2 separate regions of the Gossypium hirsutum genome follow, and region 2 is linked to region 1. A link is a contact called in public Hi-C data. All regions are on one chromosome and are shown on one strand. Each heading gives the region's core, a stretch centred on a gene start, on an enhancer-like site or on the middle of the called end of the contact. The rest is flanking DNA. Distances are from core to core; before and after follow the strand shown. Region 1 has its middle 29 kb from the start of LOC107946298. Region 2 holds the start of LOC107946301 (protein indeterminate-domain 4, chloroplastic).

What was found. Hi-C and Micro-C count contacts between places; a contact is called where the count stands out from the background.
Region 2: a contact with region 1 is called in a Hi-C map of leaf, with 2.2 times the contacts expected there. The contact joins the promoter of LOC107946301 here to the enhancer-like site in region 1. A contact is called at or near these places in 9 of 34 Hi-C or Micro-C datasets (callus, hypocotyl, leaf and 3 more).

Annotation. Positions count from the first base shown.
Region 1 is chrD12:48,939,891-48,946,602 of Gossypium_hirsutum_v2.1, forward strand. No RefSeq gene overlaps it. Among protein-coding and RNA genes, the nearest start is that of LOC107946298, 29 kb to the left of the region's middle. Within about 2 kb of position 2,866, at least 3 of the 9 cell types and tissues checked have an H3K27ac peak or open chromatin away from gene starts, as enhancers often do. A contact at or near this core is called in hypocotyl and leaf, where this site is marked.
Region 2 is chrD12:48,993,422-48,999,195 of Gossypium_hirsutum_v2.1, forward strand. LOC107946301 (protein indeterminate-domain 4, chloroplastic) reads left to right here and starts at 3,597. Exons shown (of 4, transcript XM_016880559.2): 1 at 3,597-3,832; 2 at 4,048-4,306; 3 at 4,568-4,964. The coding sequence starts at 4,150.

The sequences.
Region 1 (6,712 bases), core at 1,616-4,115:
TTTCTTTAGAATAAGTATGACATTTGTTAGAATTTCTTAAAGTATTTCAATTTCTTTAGAGATTTCTAGACTTCTTGTACTTGTGAATCTATAATGGCTCGGGTGACCCTATTTTATAGTGCTGATCACCTCAACAACAGAGAGTTTTTGTAAAATTTAACTTCTTCATTTGAGTGTTCTACAAGAATTAAACTCTTTTATTTAGTATTTATTTCTTATTAATTTAGAGATAAAATAATCATATAATATGATCCTAAGTCACATGCCACAGTTCGAAATAAAATGATACTACAATCTCTGAATAATAAAATATAAAATGTCTAGAAATATTTTAACAAATCCGACCTGAAATCCTTCGGATGCAGCGTCCTAACCTAGTGAGTTATCTATAAGGATAAAAATTTAATGGGGAGTGAGCTATGACGCTCAGTGTGAGTTCCATCACAAGGAAATCATTGCAAATAGTTGGTAAGACATATTAAATAATATAGTATAAAATATTCATAATCAAATATTAGTTCAGAGTATTGTTATCTTCAATGCAACCATTATTAACATATAACGGAACTCATAATAGCAGATATCAGAATAACCAAAAATTCAAAATTTTCCCACAATATACATATATAATCATATTTTCATGCATACATGTATCGTAATATAATTTCCAAATTTGTATGTACATGATTTAAAAGATGCCATACAGTTTCGGGTTTTTAACAAAAAAGATCCTACCCCACTGCTGCATACCACAATGGGAGTTCCCCAAAACTCTAACCACTAACATACCAAATTGTGGATTAACCACCAATAGTTTGCAATTTTACTGCCAATGGCTGTGGACACAAAACAAAATGTCGCAGATGGAATCTGCATATGGCTGTGGGTACATAACAAAATATTACAGATAAAATCTGTCAATGGCTGTGGAAGCACTACATGCTTGCAGATGATAATTGTCAAAGGGTTGTGAATGCACAACAAAACATCGCAGGTGGAATTTGTTATGGCTGTGGGTAAACAGCAAAAATAAATGCAGATATACTGCCAATACTTCCTCCGATCATATTGTCCTATCCCATGCAATGCAATGTAGCAAATTTAATACAAATATCATATGGTGACATTTAATGTAGTAACACATGGCAAATCAGTAACAAAATCATGTTTTTCATGTATTCAATTTAGCAGTAATATAGGGCATGTCGATCATACGATTGCAAGTATATAGATAGAATAGTAACATATATTATTCATAATTTATGCAAATATATATAAAAGCAATTAATTACCAAATTAATTCGATCAATCAAGGAATCTAACATATTTAATTTATTAGGGACCTAATTGCATAATTTAATCATTAAACTAGTTCAGAACTTACTTAGGGACTAATCTGATCAAAACATAAAATTGTGGGTCTAAACTATAAATTCTTGGTTCTAGGGGACACATGGCTGTGTGATTAGACCGTGTGGGAAGCCTTGGGCCGTGTAGAGGAGGTACACGACTGTGTGGCTAGGCCATATGAGAGACTGTGGTCGTGTGGCATTCAAAATTTCAACCTACAGAGAAGACACGACCATGTGAGACGCGAAAAACCTAGGGTTTTTGAGGGACATGACCGTGTGATGGGGCTATGTGGTCCACTCAGGCGAGCCACACACCCGTGTGGTTGGCCGCGTGGTCTATCCTAAGCTCTGCTTTGTCTCGATTTTCTCGTAAAAGAACACACACTTGACATTAGATTCTCGAACGACAATCTTCACGTCCAAATCTGATCCAGGATACCTACAACGAGTCTTTCAACCAACAAAAACACAAAGATTAATGACAAATTTCAAGATTATCAAGATTTTTCGACAAAGATTGAAAAAGATTAGTAAACGAGTTTGGAAGATTGACAAAAACAATGAAATTTAAAATTTTATGGTTTCTATTGATTGGATTAAGAATACTTACTGATCTTTCAATGAGATTTAGAAGGTGATTGACGATAAATCAACAACCGGTGGAAAAACATGTTAAATTGATAATTGTTTTTGATTTGGGATTTCAAGAAGTTAATTTTCCAACAACAAATGTAAAATCTTTGTGGGAAGAAAAATGAGAAATAAAAGAAAAAGATAAATTTAAAGAGAAGAGAGAAAAATTCTATTTAGGGGTAAAGAGAAATTTAAAATCAACTTATAATTAGGAAAAGAAATTAAATACATAAGGTTTCCAAAATTGGAGGGGCTGATTAGGAATAACTCTTATTGCCATCCAAAAAGAAATGAGGAGAGAGAGTGGCATGACTTAAACCTAAGAAGTAAGAGAGAGATGTAAAGGACTTGCCATCTAAACTATTGCTCACACTTGATATATTTTTACCAAAACTAAGAAATATCTTAGTCCAATTTTGTTTTTTAGTTGTTGAAAAAACTTAGAAGAAAATGGAAAGAATAGGGTTTGAACTTAGGATTTCTTAAGAATTATTCTAGCTACATAACCATCAAAATTAAGCCATTTCTTGATGATTTAATAATTCTAACCCTATATATTTTGGGGTGTTACATTCACCCATGATAATTTTAGCTTGACTTATAATAATTTTAACTTGGCACGTGATATTTTTGTAATTGATCCGAAAATTTCTTCTCGTGGTATTACTTTATTCATCATCATCAAGAATATTAACAATCTAATATTAAGTAGGGAGAGGAGATAATATAACATAGGAAAAGGAATATGGGAGGAAAGAGACAAAAGGGAAAGAGAGGAGGAAAGAAGGGTTGACATGCTGAAAAAGGATTCTCCATGTTAGAGTGGGGGATTAGGATCCCACTGTCCCACTTTCCCTGTACTTCCTAGAAGAAGAAGAAGATTTAAAAGTTATGTCATTTCTTTTGGGGGCTTACTTTCATTGTCACTCCACCGTAGGACATTAATTGGGTCCTACGAACTGCTAAAACTCTTTATTATTACATAATATTTATGACCCACTTTTTTTTCCCTGCAACTCACCCCTTTATTATTATTAATATATATTTTATATTCTATTTTTTTTCAATAATAGTATCTTGAAAGTTTGAATTTAGATAAAAATTACTCCTTTTGATTTCCTGTTTTTATTGCAATTTTCTTTCTATGTATGAGTTAAAGCCATATCATGAGCAATAATTAACATTTCATTTATTTCTTACATATTTGAGTTCACATTAAATTTGGGTTCCTTTTGAATCGCAATTTTTCTTATATTTTAATCAAATTCAAAGGAAAAATAATTAGTGTGAAGTGTATCCTTGGAAGAAGATTTCAAGACCCCACTGAATTGACCTCATGGTGTTTTTATAATCCAAAACTTTGATGTGAGAGAATTTTGTTTGATGTGATAATTTAATATTATTATAAGTTTATATTAATAACTTCAAATACAAGTAGTATACGTCAACCATGGTGTAATATTAATAAGAGAATACTAAAATGAATATATTAAAATTTTTCAATTTGGAATGTATGTTGTGTGCATGGGAGCAAATTTCATAATTAATCCCAATAAAATTTGTAAAATTATTTTCTTCAAATTATATATATATATTTAATGAAGAATTGAAATTAAAAGCTTATATAATTTTTTTGTTAACTTTGATCATAATTATCCTTTAAATAATCAAGGTATTTTTATTATCCAGTTGTTTATTTTCATAAAAGAAACATACAAAAGGGCAACAATCAAGTTTTTATATTTTGCAATAAATTATTGAAAATTAACACAAAAATTAAATATAATTTTGGTTAGAATGATTAAGATGAAAAGTAAATTTTATAAAAAAAATTGAGTTTAAATATCATAATATAAATTTATATTATAAAGATAAAAATATCTTTAAAATAATATTTATTATTTTGTTAAAATAATGATTTTTGTTTTGTTAAAGAATTTTTTTTTATAATTTACCATTTGAGTTAAAACTTGATTGAAAGGTGACACTAAATCAATCAAATTCTCTATAAATAGAACAAATATATTAGAATGTAAGATTTTGAATAAACCCTCAAAACAGTAATTTTAGAAAAATTATTTAGTAGAAAATTGAAGAGTTGGAAATCTTCTTTTGTTTGATCTTAAAATGAAGAAGATGTGATGTTGAATTGCTTAAAATAATTTAAACTTGAGGGAGAAACACAATCTTAATTTCAAAGTAAATCTTTTATATTTTCAACTTACATACATATTATAAAAAAACAAAACCTTATTCCATTATGTTAAAAAGAAAATAAATACAAATAAACTCGTTCGTAATAAGGTTTTTCTTTTTCAATTTGATACGGTGCTTCTTTTTCTTCAAATGATGTAGTTGGCGTAAAGTCATAACTAGAGAGAACATAATTACCAAATATAATAATTTGGATTAATGACATGTTAACTTCTATTTAATGTTATTGCTTCACTTAATATTTTTTAGTGAATTAACTTTTAGAAATGTTGGTAAAGGGTGAGATTTTCAATCCAGTGAGTTCTTAATTTAAATATTATTTTAATTTAAATCTCACTACATGTGAATCTTATCTAAATTTATTTTTGTTTAGATATCAAAATATTTCGATTATTAATTTTTTTTGTTTGTGCATTTACTTACTAATAAGAAGGAGGCTTATTCAAGTCTCACCATGGGTAACTTTTAGATTTATGTTAGTTTATTAATGGATTTGTTTAGATATATTCTGATTATTAATCTAATAATTTATTATAATAATTTGACTTTGATTATACTCATTTGAATGTATTGATTATAATACTAACTCTTTCTAAGATATATATTTGAAATGGTTGTTGTAAATGTACAATTTCCTTTAGTGTCATAATAATCAAGGTTGTTTTGTGTTTACCTATATAATTATTTTTATTTTTGACAATTTTAAAGTACATTCACACACATGATATTATCTATACTTTATCTTGTACCCTACACTTGAATATCTTTGCCCCTTGTCACAGAGAGAAAGCATCGCCACAATGCTATCAAAGACAAGCGTTACATTAGATCTAATCTCATTAATATTTCTAATTTCTCAAGTTTGTCAACCTCACATTAGATTACATTTAGGCCATACTCTAATGTAGGTCTAAATTGGACTCTACTAAGGAAGTCATGATGGTAGGATGGATTTGCTCTAAACCCTCATCCTCTTATAAATATCTTCTTTCCCAGGATCAAAAGGGTGATATGAACATTAACCATTAGCTACCACTCTACCAAAATACCACCTCAAACCTCCACCCTTAATGACTTTCACAGTATACGCGGTGTGAATCACCGCTATTGTTAACCCCAATACCTTGTATAACTTATTTGTTAGTAATGGCTGTGGGAATCTAGATGAAAGCTACGGCTTAATTGACCCAACACATCTTAGAAGTGCAAAAAAAAAAAAAAACCTACCAAGTATGGATATGGAGACAACTAATACAATCAATGGGAGTATTATTGTACAATTATTGTTATGAGCAATGCCATTAGCAACAACCAAGGGTGGAGTACCAACATTATGTTGCTTACAACCAATATGGCTAATCATGTGGCCAAAGAGAATACTACCAGCAACCTTAGCTAGAGCAACCACCTAGATATTATCAAAACTACTTGAACCAACTAGATCTTGTTGGAGGGAACCGACAACTGCAACCTCAAGGGGTGGAGAATCCCACTGTACAACGTAATACTCCCATGAAACAATATATTGAGCTAGGGGTATAGAGCTCAAATTACACCAAGAGGGAAGGTGAATTAGTGTTTAAAATTTTAAGAAAATGAAAGCACCAAAGATGACACAAGAATTTTAGAATGATTTACTTTAATTGCCTACCTCCACTACTTTAGCTTTCCTCAGCTAAGGATTTTTTCCAATTCACTAATTGGTACCTTTTTAAGAAAAGGTATAACTTTTACATAATCTCTATCTTTTAACTTGATAAAATAACACCACTACCCCTTAAGGTTTTCTACCTAAAAACATTGGGCAACTTCTCGAAAAGAGAAATGAAATAAGAATGAATATGAAACCTCTCAAAGGTAAATATGAAATGATTGCTCTTACAAATATAACAATACACTTGTGCAAAGAAATACAAGTAAAACCAAGAAGTGATTTTTGAATGAAATAGAAGTGTAACAAATGAAAGTTTTGAATTTTTGCTCTTTGCTCTTTGTAAGCTTGATTCTTGTCTTACTTGAAGTGTTATTTTATACCCTTTCATTGATTTGTAGATGTTTGGAGATGTTGGAGGGAGTTTCTAGCTATTGGGAGAATTATTTATGGTCATGAAATGTAGGTTACAGAGCCAAAGGTCAATACTTACCAGGGTGGTCTCAGTACTTTGTTGAAAAACATTTGTTAGAAGATCATGAGTCTCGATACCTTCAAAATAGGTCTCAAGCAATCTAGAGTAGGTCTCGGGACTTGAAGAATAGGTCTTGATACCATGTTCCTCTAAATATAGCTATGGCTACAAACTTTCAAAGTCTCAAGACTTGCAAGCCTAAGTATCGATACTTGGTTGCTAAGTATTGAGATTTTCCTAGTAAGTCTCACTACCATACATCTCTAAAAAGCTTTGTTAGATACTATTTGAGGGGTATTAATACCTATAATGTTTAGAAACATGTTTGAAAGAAATACTTTTTAAAGATCATAAGAGTACTTAAATTTTTTTGCAAGTGTCTAATGT
Region 2 (5,774 bases), core at 2,347-4,846, 54 kb after region 1:
CCCACCATATATAAATTATTTTTGCTAAGCAACAAATATCTAAACTACTATCTAGCAAGGAAAATTCAACAAACTTTTAGCTGAGCTTAATTGAAGTTAGACACCTAATGTCCTCCACAAATGAATATATTAATTATGAATTTAAAAATTTTGAAAAATAGATTAGGAAATGTTTGAGTATAACAAATTATGAATATAATTATCATTTTAATTTTTAAAAATAATAGTTAATTATAATATTTTTAAAATATCACTTTTAATAAAAAAAATTATTGACCTAAAATTTTTTTGGAAGTTATGAATTCTTAAAAACCTAATATACATATTAAATGAATATTTATACTATTTATAAATATTTTTTATTAAATTGGTGTCACTCATTAATCTTTTTTATAACCTAAACCTTAATTAGAGAATTATCAAAAAAATTATTTTATTTACAAATTAAGTTAAATGCTTTTGTGGGTGTTTTTGACTTCTTATGTTTTTATAAATAAAAATAAGAATTTATCAATAATGAAATATGCATATAATTCTTTTTCTTTTACCCTTTAAACTAAAACAATTTTTAATTTTTAATTCTTTTACCCTTTGAACTAAAATAATTTTTAATTTTTAATGAAACTTTAATATATAAGTATGTTTGTTATATAAAATTTTTATATATTTGTATATATGTCATTTCATAATTAAAATAAATTATATTATTCGAGGATATTTTAATTTTTTTATATTTTAAAAAATCTAATAAAAAAATTGCAAGTGGCTAGATTTGAACTTGTTATTTACATCAATTAAAACATTAACTTTATCACTAAATCAATATTTTATTTTAATATAATATTTACATTTTAATTGTATTATGCAAACTTTATTATCCCATCAATTAAAATATATTGATAACATTATTGATTGAGTTGGTGTTGCAATTTAAATAGGCCTTTGTGTTTTAAATACATAGTTTTCATATGCGTACATGTGTGATAGAATTTTCTATTAATAATATTGTTGATTAAATTGGTGTCACAAATTAACTTGACACCAATTCTGGATTAATGACAATACCACGATAAATAATTGTATTGTATTTAATATTCTTAATATGATGTATTTACATGTTTAAATTTTGTTTTACTCATGATTTAATTTATTTTAATATCGCACATGTTAGAGTTGTGTGACCCAAATTCTAAGAGATTGCTTGCAAGTCAAATTAAACAAAATATATCTTCTTTCTAGAAGAGTTTGTATTTATGAGTATAATATATTTAGCATTTATTAGCATAATATATTTGACTTTGATTAGAATTAAGTTTTTTCAACCTATAAATAGATGTAGTCGAAATTCCTCTTGTAATCATTTGAATTTGACATAGTGAATTTTCTTCTCCTCTGCCCATGATTTTTTTCCCGAAAGGGTCTTCACGTAAAAATCTGTGTGTTCTTTATTTTTATTTCTCTTTTCTTTGCGATATATTGTCATTACCGACGTTCTATTTTTACAGCACATATCTAATATGTTATTATTAATCAGTTTCAAACTTTACATTTTATTATTTATTATATCTTATTTTTAAATTTAGATTTTCTAGTAATAAATTATGGTTTAAAAAAAATTAAAAGTAGATTAAAAAATTGTATTAAAAAGAACATTTCTTTTTTTTAAAGGATAACACTAGAGTGGGGCAAAAACTACTTTATCCATTCGCCTCATTCTTGTACGAGTGTTCGAAAGTTTGTTTTCTCATATGTTAGTTATTCTAAAACCAATTCTACATTCTGAATTGAGACTTATTTGGTAAGGATATTATTGTCAATGTAGGACGACGTAAGTTTGAATGCGCTGAAACGTATTATCCTCTTATCAATGAATTGTCAATGTAATAAGTGGGAGTTTAAGAATAAAAATGGAAAATAAATAAAGTTGTATATTTTATGACGTGTTTCGCTCGCATTATAGAAAATTATTTATTAATGAAAGCTCAAAACAGAAATTACTATATTCTATTTTATTTGAAATAAAATAAAGTTGATTAAATGATAAAAAAGAAACACAATTTATGATGACAGAATGGCAAAATTATTCAATAGAGCAAGTTGAATCCTTTAGCAGTGGTTATATAAACTGTTGTTCAGTAACTTAAAAAATCAGTAAACAGTTTAAAGAAATTGATTCATCGTTAAGGAGGAAAGAGAGGGTTTTGTCTTGAAGCTGGTAAGAAGATACGAAATAAGAGAAGGAGAGATGGGCAGAGGGTAAGGCTTACATGCATGTTAGTGGCCCCTCCGCATAACGACACATTTTCCTGCATCAATCCTCATACCAACAACCTCCTTCTCCGGTCGGGTTTGGATCGAATTTTAATATTTTTATTTTATTTAGTTTTTATATAAATTTAGTTTATTTGATTTAATAATTTTTTATGATAAAGATAGAGTCATGTTGAGTTCGGACCGAGTTTAATTTTTGGGATAATTTTGACATGCATTCATTTTTGTTCCATTCAACAACTCTTTTTTTTATATATAGAATTGGGGTTAAATCTAATTAAGTTCGGATAAAGTTTGAACAAAAATTCACTTTTGTGTTTAGTTTTGGCATGGGTTTAGTTTTATTCATTTCAATAGCCTCCGCTTCAATAGAATTAAGATTTGGTTGAATCAGATTTAGACTCGAATAATTTTTATCTAGTTTTAATGTGGATTTGATTTGATTCAACGACCTCCTTTTCTATAGAAGTAATAAAGTCGATCGAATAAGATTTTAGATCGAGTTTGAATAAAAAGGGTGTATACTTTTTCTTAGTTTTGATGAGGGTCTATTTAATTCGATTCAATAATAATCTCTTCCAATAGAAGTACTTTGCCAAGTTTTTATATAGGCTTGGTTGGATTCGGTTCAACAACCATTTTTTTTTCCAATAAAGGTTGGATCAAGTCGAATTGAGTTCAGATCATATTTGAATAAAAAGTATTTTCTTTATCTAGTTTGGCATGGCTTTGCTTTGAGTTGATTCAACAACCTCCTCTCGATAAAGGTAGGGTCAAGTTGAACAGGATTCGAGTTTAACTAAAAAATTTTTCTTTTGTTTAGTTTTGATATTTGATCGGTTTGATTTGATTCAAAAGTATATTTGTATTATTTAAAACATATGAAAATTTTAATGATTTATTTTAATTTTATTATTGATAAATTTGCAATTAAATTTAAATAAATATATTTTATTATTTAAGTATTGTAAACTAAATATGAATTTAATTAATAACTATTGTGAGGTATAAAAGTTTCATAAGTACGGTTAGAAGAATTACAAGTGTCCTTTGAATAGATTTAAAAATCTAAAATGAAATAAATAAGATATCCGTCATCATTCTAACTCCGCTTGTAAAATCCGATCCTCTTTAAGTTTCGAAAATTTATATTTCTTTTTTAAAAAATATGTGTATATATATTTCTTAAAGTAAGAAGCAAAAGGAATTTTTTTTTGTTTGTTCCAAAAACGAAAGGGAAATTTTATATTCTACAAGTAGAACAAAAAGGATTGAGAAATGAGATAAATTATCATAAGAATACACCAGAGGAAAGAGAGAGAGAGGGGCTAGCATAAGGGATAAACATGTATGTATTTGTTTGTGTCTATACATTCATACATACATGCATATATATGTGACATGAAATAACACAAGTTTGCAAGTGTAAGTCATATATTTTATAAGAAAAAAAAATCAACAACAATATTTGAAGAAGAAATTATGTGGAGTCTATAATTTAGATTGTTTTCTTTCTCTTCAACTCCGGATTGTTGCTGTCTCCTTAGATACTTCCTTCTTGGTATTTTGTGGGCTTTTTATCTCTAGTTTTCATTATTATTTTTTCCTTTTCTCTGGTTTTTGTCTTCTTGTTTCTTATTTTATTGATTCCTTGCAAGATTTTCAAAAGAGAGCTGAAGGGGATGCAAACCATCCCTCCCACCCCCCCTTCCTATGGCACAAACCGTTTATTTTCTTTCAATTATGAGGTAATTTGATTGATTTTTTGAATTCCAGGTTTGGTGGTTTCTAAGAAGTTTGCATTAGTTTTGGGCTGAGAAACAAGATAAGATAGCAAGGAAGCAAGCAAAGAGTTAAAAGGTTATATAATCGTTGAGAATGGCCACCGCTTCATCGTCGGCAACTTTCTTCGGAAACAGCGCAGAAAATGAAAACCCGATGATAAAACAACAATCATCCGCCGCACCTACTTCCTCAACTGCTCCAACCACTGCACCTCACTCTAAGAAAAAGAGAAATCAACCTGGAACTCCAAGCAAGTATCTCTTTACATACATCTCTTTATGTTTTTTCTTTCTAGGCTTTTACCACATCTATCCTATGAGTAAAGCCAATAAAGAAACAAGTTTTTATTTTTTTTAATTCAAAAACTAAAGATAATCCAATGAACCCTAATCCAAAAGTTGGTCAGCTTTCATCATAATTTATTCTGGGTTTTTTTTTTCTAAATTTATTGTCTTTTCCCCCAAATTTTCTTGGGTTCTTTTTTGGTTTTGTCATTTATGAAACCAAGCAGATCCAGATGTGGAAGTGATAGCACTATCTCCCAAGTCTTTAATGGCAACCAACAGATTCATCTGTGAGGTATGCAACAAAGGGTTTCAGAGGGAGCAGAATTTACAGCTCCATAGAAGAGGACACAATCTGCCATGGAAGCTAAAGCAGAAGAGCACAAAAGAAGTGAAGAAGAAGGTTTATCTTTGCCCTGAACCCACATGCGTCCACCATGAACCCTCGAGGGCACTTGGGGACCTTACGGGCATCAAAAAGCATTACTCGAGAAAACATGGGGAGAAGAAATGGAAGTGTGAGAAGTGTTCCAAGAGGTATGCCGTGCAATCTGATTGGAAAGCTCATTCTAAGACTTGCGGCACGAGGGAGTACAGATGTGACTGTGGCACTCTCTTCTCAAGGTAATTTTTTTATCCTTCCCTTAATCATTAACATAAACTTTTCTTTCTCTGAGGTTATCAAAGTTGACAAACCAAGCTATCATGAGAGCAAAATATTTGTTTGAGAAAGATTTGGGGACTGGGAGTTGGGCAGTGATAAAGCCTGTTCTTTTGTTTCACCTTTTTGGATTACTTATCTATAGATTAGCTCTCTCTCTCTCTCTCTCCCCTTCTTCTAGTTCTTCACTTTAAACTCTTTAAAAAAAAAAAAAACTGGTTGCACGTGAACAATAATCTGCGAAACTGCCATGGCTGATAAGGATTCTTGGCAACCAAACAAAATTAGTAAAAATTTTAATTCTTCATTTCTCCCTTGGTAACATCGCCTTTCATCTTTTTCATATTCACGTGTTGTTAATTCATACGCTGTCATGAAGTCTATTGTTGCTGGATTTGTTCTCATGTGATGAGTGTTACACATATATATTTATTTATATGTATGTATATATTTATGTTTTACTGCCATTGTTTAAACGTTAGGGTTCTTGCCTGTGTGGGGCAATTCTCATTTCTGTCACTCTCTTGTTGAGCAATTTGTGGAAATTCTTGATTCTTTCATGCAGCAATTTTATATCTGGAGAACAAGAGGGAAAATATATATATATATAATTTGTGCTTTTTACCGGTCATTTTATTCAAATTATCTTATTGGTGAAAATATTGGGCCAAGCCTGAAACTGTTTTTGTCATTTGTTAATGGCTTTCATAGTTATGGAAAAATATTCCTTCCATGAATAATAGACAACTTTTTCAGGGTTTTCTTTCTTCTTT